4 separate regions of the Mus musculus genome follow, and all the other regions are linked to region 1. A link is a contact called in public HiChIP or PLAC-seq and promoter capture Hi-C data. All regions are on one chromosome and are shown on one strand. The core of a region is the stretch at or near the end of the contact, and the rest is flanking DNA. Distances in the headings are between cores, read along the strand shown.

What was found. Promoter capture Hi-C pulls out the DNA fragments that hold promoters and counts their contacts. HiChIP or PLAC-seq counts read pairs in DNA pulled down with a chosen protein or histone mark.
Region 2: an H3K4me3 HiChIP or PLAC-seq map of pro-B cells shows a contact between it and region 1, with 6 times the contacts expected there. The contact joins the enhancer-like site here to the promoter of Car2 in region 1. A contact is called at or near these places in 3 of 39 promoter capture datasets (liver, pre-B cells and stem cell-derived epiblast-like cells), 3 of 15 datasets of contacts at CTCF or cohesin (embryonic stem cells, large pre-B cells and pro-B cells), 13 of 484 Hi-C or Micro-C datasets (B cells, the Ba/F3 cell line, the C2C12 cell line and 5 more) and 3 of 115 datasets of contacts at active chromatin or transcription factors (embryonic stem cells, large pre-B cells and pro-B cells).
Region 3: a promoter capture Hi-C map of pre-B cells shows a contact between it and region 1, with 4 times the contacts expected there. The contact joins the enhancer-like site here to the promoter of Car2 in region 1. A contact is called at or near these places in 2 of 39 promoter capture datasets (hippocampal neurons and pre-B cells), 2 of 15 datasets of contacts at CTCF or cohesin (large pre-B cells and pro-B cells) and 3 of 115 datasets of contacts at active chromatin or transcription factors (the 230-238 cell line, bone marrow-derived macrophages and large pre-B cells).
Region 4: an H3K4me3 HiChIP or PLAC-seq map of the 230-238 cell line shows a contact between it and region 1, with 56 read pairs. The contact joins the enhancer-like site here to the promoter of Car2 in region 1. A contact is called at or near these places in 6 of 39 promoter capture datasets (embryonic stem cells, neutrophils, stem cell-derived epiblast-like cells and 1 more), 2 of 15 datasets of contacts at CTCF or cohesin (CD8 T cells and the NIH/3T3 cell line), 18 of 484 Hi-C or Micro-C datasets (the 4T1 cell line, the 63-12 cell line, B cells and 14 more), 25 of 115 datasets of contacts at active chromatin or transcription factors (the 230-238 cell line, CD8 T cells, the HPC-7 cell line and 16 more) and 4 of 9 other capture datasets (adipose tissue, embryonic tail, liver and 1 more).

What each region holds. Positions count from the first base shown.
Region 1 is chr3:14,884,370-14,887,826 of GRCm38.p6, reverse strand. It overlaps Car2 (carbonic anhydrase 2), which reads right to left and starts at 1,539. Exons shown (of 7, transcript NM_009801.5): 1 at 1,041-1,539. The coding sequence starts at 1,074.
Region 2 is chr3:14,380,406-14,383,862 of GRCm38.p6, reverse strand. No RefSeq gene overlaps it. Among named protein-coding and RNA genes, the nearest start is that of Slc7a12, 99 kb to the left of the region's middle. Within about 2 kb of position 1,937, at least 32 of the 459 cell types and tissues checked have an H3K27ac peak or open chromatin away from gene starts, as enhancers often do. A contact at or near this core is called in pro-B cells, where this site is marked.
Region 3 is chr3:15,282,443-15,285,899 of GRCm38.p6, reverse strand. No RefSeq gene overlaps it. Among named protein-coding and RNA genes, the nearest start is that of Gm9733, 48 kb to the left of the region's middle. Within about 2 kb of position 1,534, at least 71 of the 459 cell types and tissues checked have an H3K27ac peak or open chromatin away from gene starts, as enhancers often do. A contact at or near this core is called in the 230-238 cell line, bone marrow-derived macrophages, pre-B cells and 1 more, where this site is marked.
Region 4 is chr3:15,167,351-15,170,807 of GRCm38.p6, reverse strand. No RefSeq gene overlaps it. Among named protein-coding and RNA genes, the nearest start is that of Gm33819, 12 kb to the right of the region's middle. Within about 2 kb of position 1,782, at least 4 of the 459 cell types and tissues checked have an H3K27ac peak or open chromatin away from gene starts, as enhancers often do. A contact at or near this core is called in the 230-238 cell line and rod photoreceptor, where this site is marked.

The DNA.
Region 1 (3,457 bases), core at 290-2,789:
TGAGAAGAGAGCTGTTAGGTCATTGCTGTGGGAAGGGAGACACCAGCCACCGGAAGCCACTGGTGTTTCTAGACAGTCTGCTCAGTTCAACATTCGGAGGTGATACTAACTTAACATTTAGGAAAACAAAATGTGCCTCAGTCCTTTTATTTGTAACATGGGGTAATAATATTCCAAGTCTACCTCATAAGGCCAACACGAAAATTAGAGTCAATATACATCTATTTCTTAACATTGTCAGACAAGCGTTAGCAATTTTGAGATCTTTTCACTCAAATTCGGTGACTAATACTAGACAGAACTACTGAAAACAGAGTGGTCTGACTGGGGATATAAGCCCTCTTGTGACTGAGTTTGGAACATAGATTCTAAGGCATTATAACAGGTCTGAGAACCTCGTGCTGCCACACTAGGTGACAGTAAAGACCGTATAGACCAAAACTCAGGCTCAGGCCCCTCCTTTAGAACTATCTTTGCTGGGAAGTTCACACAACCACAAGCCAGTGCACCTTCTTTTCCCCTCAGATGGCGTCATATACCAAGGCCTTTGATCTGGAAGACGTCTAGGTATCTGCGATTGACCTTCTAACACTAGAAGTTGAAAGATGCATGGAAAACTCGCAATTAGACCCAAACGGGCTCCAGAAGATGCCACAACAAAGTGCGCTGGGAATCTTAGCCACAGTGCAGCAGATACAGACGTGAAGGGGACAAGTGTTTCCCCTTAACCTTTCTGCTACACACAAGTAAAATGTTAGTTACAACCCTTGCTCGATTCTGCCTAGGTTAGCCTTGGGTGACCGGCTGTGGTCCCGATAGGTATTGTCGTCGGGTGTTGCGTTGGGTTATCCCTCCCAACCCCTGTGCGCGGCCAAGCAAGTTTGAGATCAGATCCTAGAGAGCGCTCTGAGTCGGGCGCCAGGGACGTACCAGAGCGGAGACCCGGCATCCAAGCTGCGCTCCGGGATCTGCGGAGCGAGGCAGGTGCCTGAGCCGAGACCCGGAGCGCGCGGCCCGGAGCGCGCGGCCTCCCCACTCACCGTTGTGCTTGCTGTATCCCCAGTGGTGGGACATGGTCACGCCGGTGATTGGGGCAGAGCAGAAGTTGTCGTCCGTCTAGCGGTCCTGCAGTGTGTGTCGCGGGTCGCACCGTCCGGCTTTTATAGGCTCCCGCCAACTTGGTGCTCTGGGCGGCCCAGGGGAGGGACCGAGTGGACCTGAGCAAGGGGAGGAGACCGTGGAGGTGGCGGACGGAGGTGACAGGCAGAGGTGACAGGCGGAGGCCTCGGTGTTCGAGGGCCCCCGCACCTTGCTTGGGGCGGGGCGCCCTCCGGCTGCTCTCCGCTTCTGCGTCCGACCCGCTCTGCAGCAGCTGCGCGCTCTCCAGCTCGCCCCGGCGCTGCGCAGCCTCGCGGGCCGGCGCCCCTACTCCCCAGCCCCATTGTGAGCACCGACCTGGTCACCCGCCCGCACAGCGGGGCTCCGCTTCCCAGAGCTGGCGGGCCAGCCGGCCACCCGGCCGCGGCCCGCACGCACGCGGCTGCGGAGTTTGACCTTGGGCGGGGAGCGTCCTAGAGGCTCCGGGAGCGGGGATCCTGGAGCCGGGAGCGGGAAGCGGGGGGGCCCCCTGCTGCCGGGCTGCGGGAAGACGACCCGGCTTTGCCGCCAGGGCGCCCTCCAGCTTCCCGCTTGCTCCACAAATTAACCCTAGGCACCGAACTGTTGATGTAACATAACCAACAATTCTCAAAAATCGCTTTGCTTTTTGGAATTGGATTTTAAAAATGTCTTCCAAGGAGATGAGAACTTCCCCTTCCTGGCAAAGGAATTTGTATTTGACAAGCCGAAACCAACCCCCCCCCCCCAAAACAAAACAAAACAAAAAACACAAAACTTAAAAAATAGAAAAGAAAGGTAGCTGTATGGCTTCCCAGGGACCGTGGGTGTCCCGGGGACACACCTTTCAATGTTCTTTTTGTGTATTTTTATTTAAACATTTCTCTTCACCTAACACTTTTTTTCTTATTTGACTTTGAGAACAATTTTTTTGTATTGAATCTATTGTGGACCTGAGGCCATATTATTTAGAATTCAAATTGAGAAGGGTACAGTTTTTTTGTGTTTCTATGGAGGCACCTAGACATCACATTACCTATATATTAGAATCTATGTGTAAGTATAATGAAAAATATCTGACTACATTTTAAGTGTTCTCAGACTCATCATGTGCCTTTATTTCACCCAGTGCCACACAAAGATGATGCACATGTAGATCTCCTTGTTCTTATACTAAGACTCAGAAAATTATGGTCTTCTCTATACAAGACTCTTCAGGTTGATGTCAAAAGAAATTTTTGATGAAGAATGTTTTATAGGACCATTACAAAGTGCAATTCACAAATAGTCCCTTGCATCTGTGACACTAGAGATGCACAATTTGCTAGGGGTTTCCCATTTCCTGTTCCATTACTACCGTGCGTGGAATAAGAACAGATTTTGATGAAGTGCTTCTCAAGGCTTCAGACCCCACCAATTCTGGTTGCAGCTACGGGAATCCTCATCCTGTCTGGTACGTTTTAGTGGGAGCCAGGCTCCTGCTAGGGAGTCTCCTTGCCCACCTTTGGACAGTCAAGAGAGCATCAGGTATTATATCTCATATTCATTTTCTTTTCAAATTACAGAGGCTGTAGGCATTTTCTTTCTGTCAGGTCTTCATGATGGAGATGACTTCATAGTATCATGTGGATCAGTCACTGTCTAGCTCTGCTGTACTGGGGACATTCCTCCCAGGCAGTCATTCACTGGCTGCCAGATAGTAACACTGGGCTTGTAAAAATAAAACCAATGCTTATGTATTCATGTTTTTAGAGGGAAGAAATGTACTTCCTTCTAACCCAGGAGGTGGGGGAAATTTATGTATATATGTATGTATATTCATATGTACATATACATATTCATATGTACATATACACACATATATTCATATATATGGGTATATATAACATAATCAGAAAAAAAACATATAAAGTTACTAAGACATGTTCCAATTATGATAACAAAAAGTCTTTGAGATAAATCAGAACAAAATTTTAAAACAAAATGACAAAGCATTTGATTTACACTAAATCTAGCTAGTTAATATATTTTACAAAGAAATATATGATTTATTCAATAATTAATGAAATAAGTAGATAGTTTCATAGTCATTAAAGTATTAAGTTTTTAGTGAGACTAACAGCCATTCACTTCTTAGGACTCCTAGAGTCCTGTATGTAGACATGTCCCTAGCCTACTGTCTATGATGCAGTTTTCTAAGCTGATAGAACTATTTAATCATCAGTTTGTAAACCATCATCCTAATTTGCTGTTGCTTGCTCATGTGGGAAGTGAGAATAATTACACCCAGTTAGGACTGTTGTAAGAATTAAGTTAGTGAGTGCACATTAATCACCTGCCA
Region 2 (3,457 bases), core at 688-3,187, 500 kb after region 1:
TTTAATCAGCAGTCCATTCCCAGAAGCCTTGGACACCTCCAAGATTCTTTCTCACTCAGCCCTCCTGCACATCATTAATGACTTGGGTTTGGGTATCTGGCTTCTTTTGGTTTAGGGGTCTGCCTGAACTCCTTCCCCACTAAGGGCTTCCTCCTGCCTGGCATTTGATACCATTACCTTTAGGAGACATCTGTCTAGTCACCCCTTTCCAGAGACCAGGTCCCTCACTCCACACCTCACCCCCATCGACCTCTGTTTCTAGGCTGAATGTCCACCCTCTATTGGCCAGGACACCTGAGCCCATGCCATTGGAGCCCAGTAGAGCAAACCAGCAGTGTAGGCAGGAAAAGCTGGGTTTATTGGGCTAGAAAAGGTTGTGGTTTATTGGCTTCCAGAGAGTTTCCTCTGGGTAGGAGTCTGAGATTCTTGGTGCATCTCAGTCTGAGAAGTCCCCATGAGAGGCAGGGAGGTGCAGATAGAATTGTGGGGCCATCAGAAAGAGCTCTTTCTCTGGCGTCTTGCCTTTGAGTGTGGAAATAGTGAATTTTTTTTTTCATTTAGGAATGGAGAGCAACCCATGTCAGAGTACCCCAAAGTCTAGAGTTTGCCTGACCTCCTTAGGCATCAAGTTCCCTCTTTGATGGGCAAGGAAGATCCTAATGAATTCCTGAACAAGCATTTACATTTATCAGTCATCCAGATCTTGGATTAGTCAATTCTGGGTCTAACCTTGGGTCGGGTAGCTGGGATGGACACTTTTTGATGCAGCATAGCCCAGGGTAGAGCTGTGTTCTAGCCACTCCTGAGGGTTCCTCTGAACCCCACGTCCTCATTCCTCTCCAGCGCAGACACAGACCCTTCTCCTATCACCCCATCTTTCTCTAGTAACCTTCATTATCTTGCCCAGCCCATCCAGGCCCCAAGGTAAGGAGCAGAGGGGAGAAGGGGAAGGGCTGGGCCTTGATGCTCCCCAAGACGGAAGGGACAAGGCTGTACATCGATTCTCTGCAAGGGCTGTAGGCATGGGCTGTTGAAGCTGATTTATCATCTGATCAATAAAGCAATTTAGAACTGAACTCTTTCCTCATCTGTCTGTGGGGGTCCTAGGGACCCAGGGAGCCAGGGCTGGATTTGGCAAGGCCTAGTTGAAATGAACCAAAGGCAATCACTCTGGAGTTTTCTAAGGTCTGTTTACTTTGTGGTATTGGTTCTAAGGAAACCAAATGATCAAAGGCCACCACCTTCCCCTATTTGCCCTCCACCCCATCTCAGGATGCGGGGATTTTGTGGACTTGGCTTTTGAAAGGCTCAGTTATGTCCTGACAATGTACTCAGCACTTCAGCTTTTGCAAAGCCCCTTGTAAAGAGAAATTCAGCTAGAGGACTTTTTGTATCAACTCCAGAGATCTCACTTCTTGGAAGTGTGTGTGTGTGTGTGTGTGTGTGTGTGTGTGTGTGTGTGTGTGTGTGTGTGTGTATGGTGGGGAGAGGCAGCTAGCCATCTGCTTTTCTGCTAGGGCCTCACAACCAGCTGTACGGAAGAGCAGGCTTGGAAAATAGGCTTGTCTGAAGGGTTGTAGTGTTGTTCATCTTAGGTACACCTACTGTACCCAGAGCTATGCTGTGTCAATCCATGAAAATGCGCCCTCACTGAGTTTTTCAAAACAGTGAGTGGAATTTAACCAATAGGTTTTATGCTTTTATTAGCCAGAGGATCAGGCCAGCAATGCTCCAACATTGGACCTACAACACCTGCCCAACAGCTGGAGATCAAAGAGTGTTAGCCCTAAGTGGCCCTGACAATTCTCAAACATGGCTCAAGACCTACAGGAAATTCTCAGGGAGGTTTGTGCGCAGAGGACAATGGTTTATTCCATAAACACAAATGGATCCTCCTACCTGGACGGGACACACAGAATACCATGATCCAAAGGTGGAGACAGGCTGCCCTCTGCTGGCTGCGGAGGCCCAGCACAGTACCATCAGGCCAGCCCTAGTACTCTGTCTCACTTTTCCCCATTGACCTTCTCACAATCACGCAGTGCAGAAGGGACTTCACACATCATTTATTTATACACAGTGAAGCTCGGGTACCAGCAGATGGCCGTAATTGCGTAGGGCGTGGGGAGCCACAGAGATTTGCAGGCGTCGAGTTTGCTCTGTACGGATCGACACCAGGTGGCGCTGTGGGGTCAAGGCCAAAGGCAGCCACTCCGTTTTTCTTTTTCTTTTTTAAATTTCATGTTATTTTTGTTAGCTACTCCCGTTCTGCTGTGGGTGTTGATGACCCAGTGCTTCCGCGAGCACATCTAATGTCCCCGGAAAGAGGTGTGCTCTAACACTGACCTGTGGCATACCAAAGCACAAGAATGACCCAAAGGAGAGAAACTGACAGAGTCCCCCTTTTTTTCCATTTAAGGGCGACCTGGACATGGTCCAGGATGCCCGTAGGGGAAAGAATGGCATAAAGGACTCCCAGTTGCATGAGTGTCCTGGCCGTTTAGGTGTGGTGGAAGAAAGCTGCCTGTTCTGATGGAAGTCGTGGCTCCATCAGTCTTCCTTCAAGACCACAAGTCTGGGTCATCTAAAAGGGTGGCTTCCATGGGACATCAGTCTTCAGAGATGAGGGAGAATGTGTTTGGAGATTAAGGCAGGAAGAACGTGAGTTCAAAGCCAATCTTGCTACAGAATAACCTTGCTACAAAAATGTGTGTGTGTGTGTGTGTGTGTGTGTGTGTGTTGCTATTAGATGTTTAAGTAATCCCCAAATCAAGAGTACATACTTTGTGAAGCTACAGTCCCCAACATCCTTAGGCCCTGGTAAGGGTGGGGGTAGTTTGAGAAATAGAACACAGACCCTTGGGAACCAGTCATTGGATGGTTCTAACTCCCTTCCTCCAGTCCCTGGTCCTGCCTTCAAACACACACACACACACACACACACACACACACACACACACACACACACACACCTGTTACTAAAACCATTGCAGGGTGTGGAGGGATGCTTTTAAAATAGATCCCAGATCCACCCTATAGATTCTGATCAGGTCGGGATGGGACATGGGAAACTATTTGAAAAGTGCTTGCCTGAGATGATGCTCATACTGGAGCCCTTGGAGTCTATGCCAGCTTTGCCAGCCTTGCCAGTTGGTCTTACAGCAAGGGAGCCCTTCCCTCTGCAGCTCACTTGCCTTAGGACTAATGGTTACAGGAACTTCTGGAGCTGTTTGTAACCAGTTGTTATGAGTAGAGAGGACTTATTTGAACTTTCTGTTTCTGTTCTCCAGAGTCCATGAGAACAGGTTTAGACTTCTCTCACCTAACATCTTGCAAAGCTTTGAAAACAGCTGTCCTCCAGTCTGACTGGGCTCGCTCCTCTTTAACCCCATCCCCACAGAGATACTTGAAGCCTTGAGGGTCCTTTTTATTAGTTGAAGAAGAAAGAGGAGTTTTC
Region 3 (3,457 bases), core at 285-2,784, 400 kb before region 1:
GATTGACCTCCAGCATGGTTGTTTCAATTTTCAATCCCACCAGCAATGAAGGAATGTTCTCTTTCTTCACATTCTCATGAAAATGTGGTGCCACCTGAATTTTTCATCTTAGTTATTCTGATTGGTTTAAGGTGGAATCTCAGCATCATTTTTATCTGCATTTCCCTGATCATTAAGGACTTTGAATATTTCTTTAAGTGCTACTCTGCCATGGGAGATTCCTCTTTGTGAATTCTCTGTTTAGGCACTCCCTTGGTTTGACCTTAGGGACCCTGGGTTTCCTCCTTGAGAGGTGTCCTTGGCACATCACTTAGGCTTTAGAAAGTTGTGTGCAGCATACTGAGACCCGCTATTCTGACGCATAAGAGACTGTTATATGCCAGCTTGCTGTTCTAACATTTCTATCAAGGGAAAAATCACAAATATTTTTGGTTGTTTTAAAGCCTATACTTGGTATTTCAGATGCCAATACCCATATCAAAACAATTAAAGGAATCTGGAGCCAAGATTTCTTTCAGTTTGGTAGGTAATTCTAAAGATAGCCAGGTAAACAGCCAGCAATCTTTGCCAGGGTTTAGTCTCAATAAGAGTTGGGGGTAATCAAAGACTAGAGATACCTGATAGGTAAATAACAAAACACATTGACTGAGAAGCTGACAGGCTTGTTCATTTCCATGAGATCTTTCTGAACTCAGGAGTCAGAATACTCATATAGATGTGACTCAGCCTCAGTCTTTTATTGAAATCACAAAAGGAGGTTGGGTTACAACGTTCACTGGTGCGGTGGGTAAATGCTTCTCTATTTTCTTGTGCCAATATTTTCTTGTGATACAGAGTAGTACAGATTTAGAACAGAAAAAAGGGAACCATAAAATCTCAAACACAAGTTTTGCAGGAAGCACTTTTTTTTATATATATTTCCCCAACCACTAGTCCCCAGTGAGGTTGGGGTGGGGGGCAGCGGTATTGCAGTTGCAGTCAGTATCTTCAGACATGTGTGGGACAGTATTGTTTTATAAAAGGGCAAAAATGAGGTCATCCTGATAACCTTGCAGTCTTCAGGACTCTCTACCTGTCTATCTAGAAAAACATTCTCACTTGACCTGTATGGAGAATTCCTACAGGGCTACTATCATCCTCCCTGAACCCAAGGAAGCCATTGCTGACTTTCTGGGAAATATTTGTATGCTATTCCATCCTCAGTTTTGTAATAAAAAATGTCCTGTTTTTAATATGCAGAACTGAGACTAAGACTGGGGGAACAGCTGCAGATTTACTCATCTCTGCCCGCAGCTCTAGGTTACTTTCATTTCCATCTCGAGCGAGTGACTGTAACACACATTTCTCTCAAATTCATGAACAAATTTCACTTTAATACTATCAGTAACATCTAGTTTTTGGATATTAAGCAGCCTCCTACTAGGTCTTGCCAGGTCACCAAATAATGAAGGAAGAAGGAAAGAGAAGGAACAGTAAATAGATAAGGAGAATGATACGTACTAATAATGGTTGCAGGAAAAACATCACGAGGTACCTGCGACAAGGGCCTCTCAGTGCTCATACTGGCACCCAGAAGAGGCCATACCTCATGTTCTGAGACACAGTACCCCCAGCAGTTTTTTTTTCCTCGTCATCAGGGGTCCTAGGCATCTCAAGCTTAATGTGGCATGTCTCCAACAAATCTCAACTAAACTTCATTAATATCTAAGGCCTAGAGAGGGAAAGTGAAAAGTACAACATCACATGCCCCCTTAGTAACACAGTTCACAGTGATAAACCTTTCCTAAAGGTCAGTATGTTGTATAACTTTACTACTTCTGTAGAGCCGATCTATATACTGTGCTAGCAGGAAGTAGGTATCAAGTGTGGGCCCTGTGTAGAAGGTCTTTTCTGGGTACTTGACAAAGAGTAGCAATGCCTGGATGTATATCTAGGCATTCCTTCCTCTCTCCCGAAAACTACTACAAATCTGATGCTCTTATGACCCTGATATTACCATTATAGTATGTGTATGGTTTCTCTTTCCTCAAGAAATACCTAGCAGGGACAATGGCTGTCATCATCATAGAAAGGAAACTGAGGAGTCCGCAGAGAGTAAGGTTTTTCTCATTCCATGGCTTCCTGATGCCACAGTCTTAGCACTTGGGTAGTCATAGCACTCTGGAAAAGTGGGCACTGGAACCACATTCTGTAGAAATAGAAACTAAGGGTCAGGTTGAACAAGTTATCTGCCTTATTACAACCATGATATGCTGACTGGTTTTTGGTGTCTTGCTATGGCAGGTAATACACGGAGGCCCAGGCTTTCCTTCTTAAGGATCTCTGATCAACACCATGCTACAGATGATATTGAGACTGAAACAGAGACTGTTTCATCTTGCTTGACCTGTCTCAGAGGCCATGTTCTGTGCCCTCCGTTTCATTTCCCACAGAAACCAACTATCCTTACACTGAGCCCTGCCACTTATATCACTCTACTTCCCCCCATGCACACCCCCAATCAGACATGAGGTATTCTCTGCCAAATGTCTACTTTAGGTAGCTTTGGGCATAACAGGCTTTGTTCCAGGGGCCTCAGGCGCCTGAAGAAACTCATTTATTTAATTCTTCTTCACATTTTTGAGACTGTATGCAGGAGGCAGTTCTATTCTGTGGCTGCTGCTCAGAGAATACGCTATGCAGAAATAATTGCATGTATGCTGTGTTAATTAATGAGGGAGAGTGCTGTAGTGATCTCTTACCTATTTCTTACCATCTCACAAGTCCAGTGCTCTTTATGAACCTCAGGGTCTTCTTCTCTAAGGGAAGAAGTAACCTCTCTCCCATAGAACATGCTTATAAAAAATGAAATAACAAAGATATGATACATAGTGGCACTCCTTCCACCTACATTATCATCAAGATCACCATTCATTATAACGAATGGCATGGCAGAAAAGGCTAGTATCACTAATAAGCTATGAATTACATCCTATCTGCATCACTTGCTGGTTGGGGTCTCATGCACATTGCATTACCTGGAAATTCACTGCCCATATATATGATATATATGGATTCAGGATGAACCTACTCTCCCTGTTTATCTCCATTGTGGGGTTGTGAGAAGACTTTCCACACCAAACTCAGGTAGAGAAATGATAACATCCTTACATAAACTAATTCACCCTCGAATGTAGCAGCTGTCCCCCAGAAGGCATGTGCCTTTTGGCCAGGATTGTGGCTATAAGAGTTGGTCCAGTGTCAAAATGCTTCAGTAGCCACAAATTGAACCATATGAAGCACTCATGTCGTAGGATCTGAAATCTGGCATCTCTAGATCTTGGACTATTATGCTTTCTCTCCACAGGGGAACAGTTTTCACATAAAATATGGGGTGACAATATGGTTGACTGAGGGTAGCCTTTGATAACTACAGCATATTAGTGTGGTGACAATCTAGAAAGTTTGGAGCTGGTGA
Region 4 (3,457 bases), core at 533-3,032, 280 kb before region 1:
AGTTTCTTTCCTCTAAATTCTCCTCCTTCTCCCATTCTCTCTTCTAACTTCATAGCTATGATTTTAGGGCTGGCCATTTGACATTGGATAACTAATTGGTATGATCTTCCCTGGAGAAGATTATTTCTCCTGTTCTCAGTATTTCTTAGTTGCCTGTAGTTCTTTGTTAAGGCCTCTTGAGCTTCCTCCCTTCCTCATTAGGATGTCCTTAGTGCTGTCCTTTTTCAGGCAGTCATAGTGAAATTCTGTGGGTACAGCCTCTCTAACAAACTCTCTGTTCCTCTGGCTCTTAAATTCTTTCATCTCTGTTCCTCTGGCTCTTAAAATCTTTCGTCTTCCATGGTGATCCCTGAGCCTGTGGTCTAGGAGCTGTGTTAGATGTGGATCTTCTGGGATTTCATTCTGCAACTCTCCATTTTTGATCTTATATGAACTTCTATATTTGTCTCCATCTGTTGAAAAGAGAAATTGTCTTTATTAGAGGAAGAGGGCAGAGGGCTGTAATTATCTGTGAGGAGAAGGACAAATGTTTAGAAGGTAGTTAGAATTGTGCTGGTTTAGTAAAGAGATGACAATCAGATTTTTTATTGTGTATTACTCTCTGCTCTTGCAAATTACTTGTTATGATTGTTTGACTCAATAGAATTAGATTCTCTATACCAGGATTATGAAGTGGTGACCACAGCTTTTTGAAGATTGTTTTTCTGCCTCATTCTCTTCACTTACTCAGTGCCATAATATCCTCTCCTACAATTCTATGAAAGGGGAGGGCGGAGAGAGAGAGAGAGAGAGTGTGTGTGTGTGTGTATCTGTGTGTCTGTGTGTGCCTGTGTCTGTTTGTGTGTCTGTGTGTCTGTCTCTCTCTGTGTCTGTGTATATGTATAACTGGGTCTATATCTGTTTGTGCCTTTGTGAGTTTATGTGTGTGTCTACATTTGTTTGTGTGTCTGTGCTTGTGAGTGTCTGTGTGTCCTTGTTTGTGTGTCTAGCTCTGTGTGTGTGTGTGTTTCTGTGTGGGTATGTTTATGTCTGTGTCTGTTTGTATCTGTCTGTCTGTGTTTGTGTATATGTATATCTGGGTATGTATCTGTTCGTATCTCTGTGTCTTTGTGTGTGTGTATCTACATTTGTTTGTGTGTCTGTGCTTGTGTGGGTTTGTATGTCTGTGTGTCTGTCCGTGTCTATGTGTATGTGTGTGTATGTCTGTATTTGTGTGTGTCTGTGTGTATATGTCTCTGTGTGTGTGTCTGTGAGTCTATGTATGTCTGTGTGTATATGTGCATGTTTTGTGTGTGTGTGTCCATGTATCTGGGTCTGTCTATGCTTCTGTGTGTGGGTTTGTGGGTACGTGATGCTGCTATCCTGAGGGAGCTGGTAAAGGAATAATGCTGGTATATTTTTAGCATAAAATGTTGTTGTCTTTTAATCCTATAAATCCGTGCTTGCTGGGCTCAGCAAGTATCCTTAAAGCTGTTCTACTTGCTTCTCTATTTCCATTATCTCTTAGGTTATGATTTGGTGATGTCTGTTTGATCAAATAATGTACTCCTTAAAATAGTTTTTAATTTTATGCATTATTTTGTTTCAACTGGGAAATTTGTCCCTAACCTAGCTTGTTGCCTACTTGAAAGAGAAATCTTCAGGCCTTCATTCTGTTGATAAGATTCATAATCTAAAGTTTGAGAAGCAGAAATATTTGGAACATGTCTATGAATATGGAGAATAGTCCCATGCTAAAAAAAAAATCCCACCCATGCTGTTTGTAAAGTACTTGACCTATTTCTCTCAGATACACCTCTGCAGAACTAAAACTCTACATCCTTAGTCACACAGTGCAACTGTCTAACATCCTTCTTAGTCAATTCTCATGAATCTCCAAACACAGGGAATATGGACATCTACAGGTGATAAAGTACATGACTTGATATCATTTATATTATCACTGAGTCTTGGAGAATTTAAAGTATATCATGAAATTTGATTGATCACATAATTTGGTCATCACTAGACTGGTGAACGAACTACAGAGATGGCAAAATCACTCTTGCGCTTGCATTAAGCCCTTTGTACTAAAGTTTTTACTGAGGCTTAGCAACCAGTGATTTTCCAGGTTTATTTGTATTTCATGTAAAAATTAACTTTAGGAGAAATACAGCTTTCATTTTACTTATTATGACAAATAAACTGAAGTTTATAAAATCCCTGATTGAAAACTCATGGGAAGAAATATTTTGGTTACTGTTTTCTTGATGAGAAGTTGTAAGTAATAACGCTAGCTGTTCCAGATGTTCTACCTCTTAAGGTCTTCCTGGGGCTTCTCACCGTATGTTTGCTTTAATTCCCTATGAGGAAGTCGATGGATTCTTTTCAATATGTCATATTGGAGAATGCTGTCATTGTGAGCTCTCACAAAACAACAAGGACACAGGAGACCACAGAACCTGAGACTGGCTGGTAGATGAGAAACTAGGTTATTTCCCAATACCAGTCTCTGTTGAGATTAACTAAATTGATTTGGGGAGGTAATTCTAAATAGTCTCCTTTGTGAAAGAGCCTTAAAGCATGAACACATTAGAAAATTAAAATAATTTGGTAATTGCTAAGTGATTCACAAACACAGTTCAAATTAGACTCTCCACAGGACTGGCCAGGCCTGAAAGGCTGACTGACTTATTTTATATTTGTTGATGAAAATGTATGAGTAATATATTTAATCATATTAATCCTTAATTCTTTTCACTGGAACTCCCAATAACTTGGTAACTCATTCAAGACTGCCTATAACTTGGTAACTCATTCAAGATCTTACAAATCAATAAGCTGAAAGCCATTATTACCAAAAGAATTTTTCTTTTGCTTCCTCCTTGAAAGGAACAAATCATTCTGACATTGAACTTGCAACCTACTCACACCTCATTTCCTGTTGTGACTTTGCCCTCCATTGATTCACCCGACATGCTCCCTCTCTGATGCTGAACACAACTGATCTCCACATTTGATACAGATAAAGCAAGGCTAGAGGAATACCACAGACCCACTTGGGGAACACCAAGCAGGACATCTGTTGCCCCTGAAATGCTCCCACTTGGATCATCTTGCAGCTGCATATGCTCTGTCTGGGTTCCTTCAGAACCATGTATATTTTATTATGAACAACTATAAATATACTAACATGGATGGGAGCAGTCTAGGAGACTTCAACACTACACAAAGAACCACAGGCAACTATGAAATGCTAAAAGCAGAATAAATAGACTTTCCCAGGGATAATCACACCAATTTGTTATCAAATACAAAATACTCAGCCCTGAAAACATTCACAGAAGTAACACTATGGTTGGGAATCAGATCCAGGACAAACAGCTAAGGTACATATTTACATACCAAGTCAAGCCTGGCCTCCAGGTTCTCCCAGCATCCCTCAGTCCCGACTTGCCTACCCTGCCCTCTTTCCTGA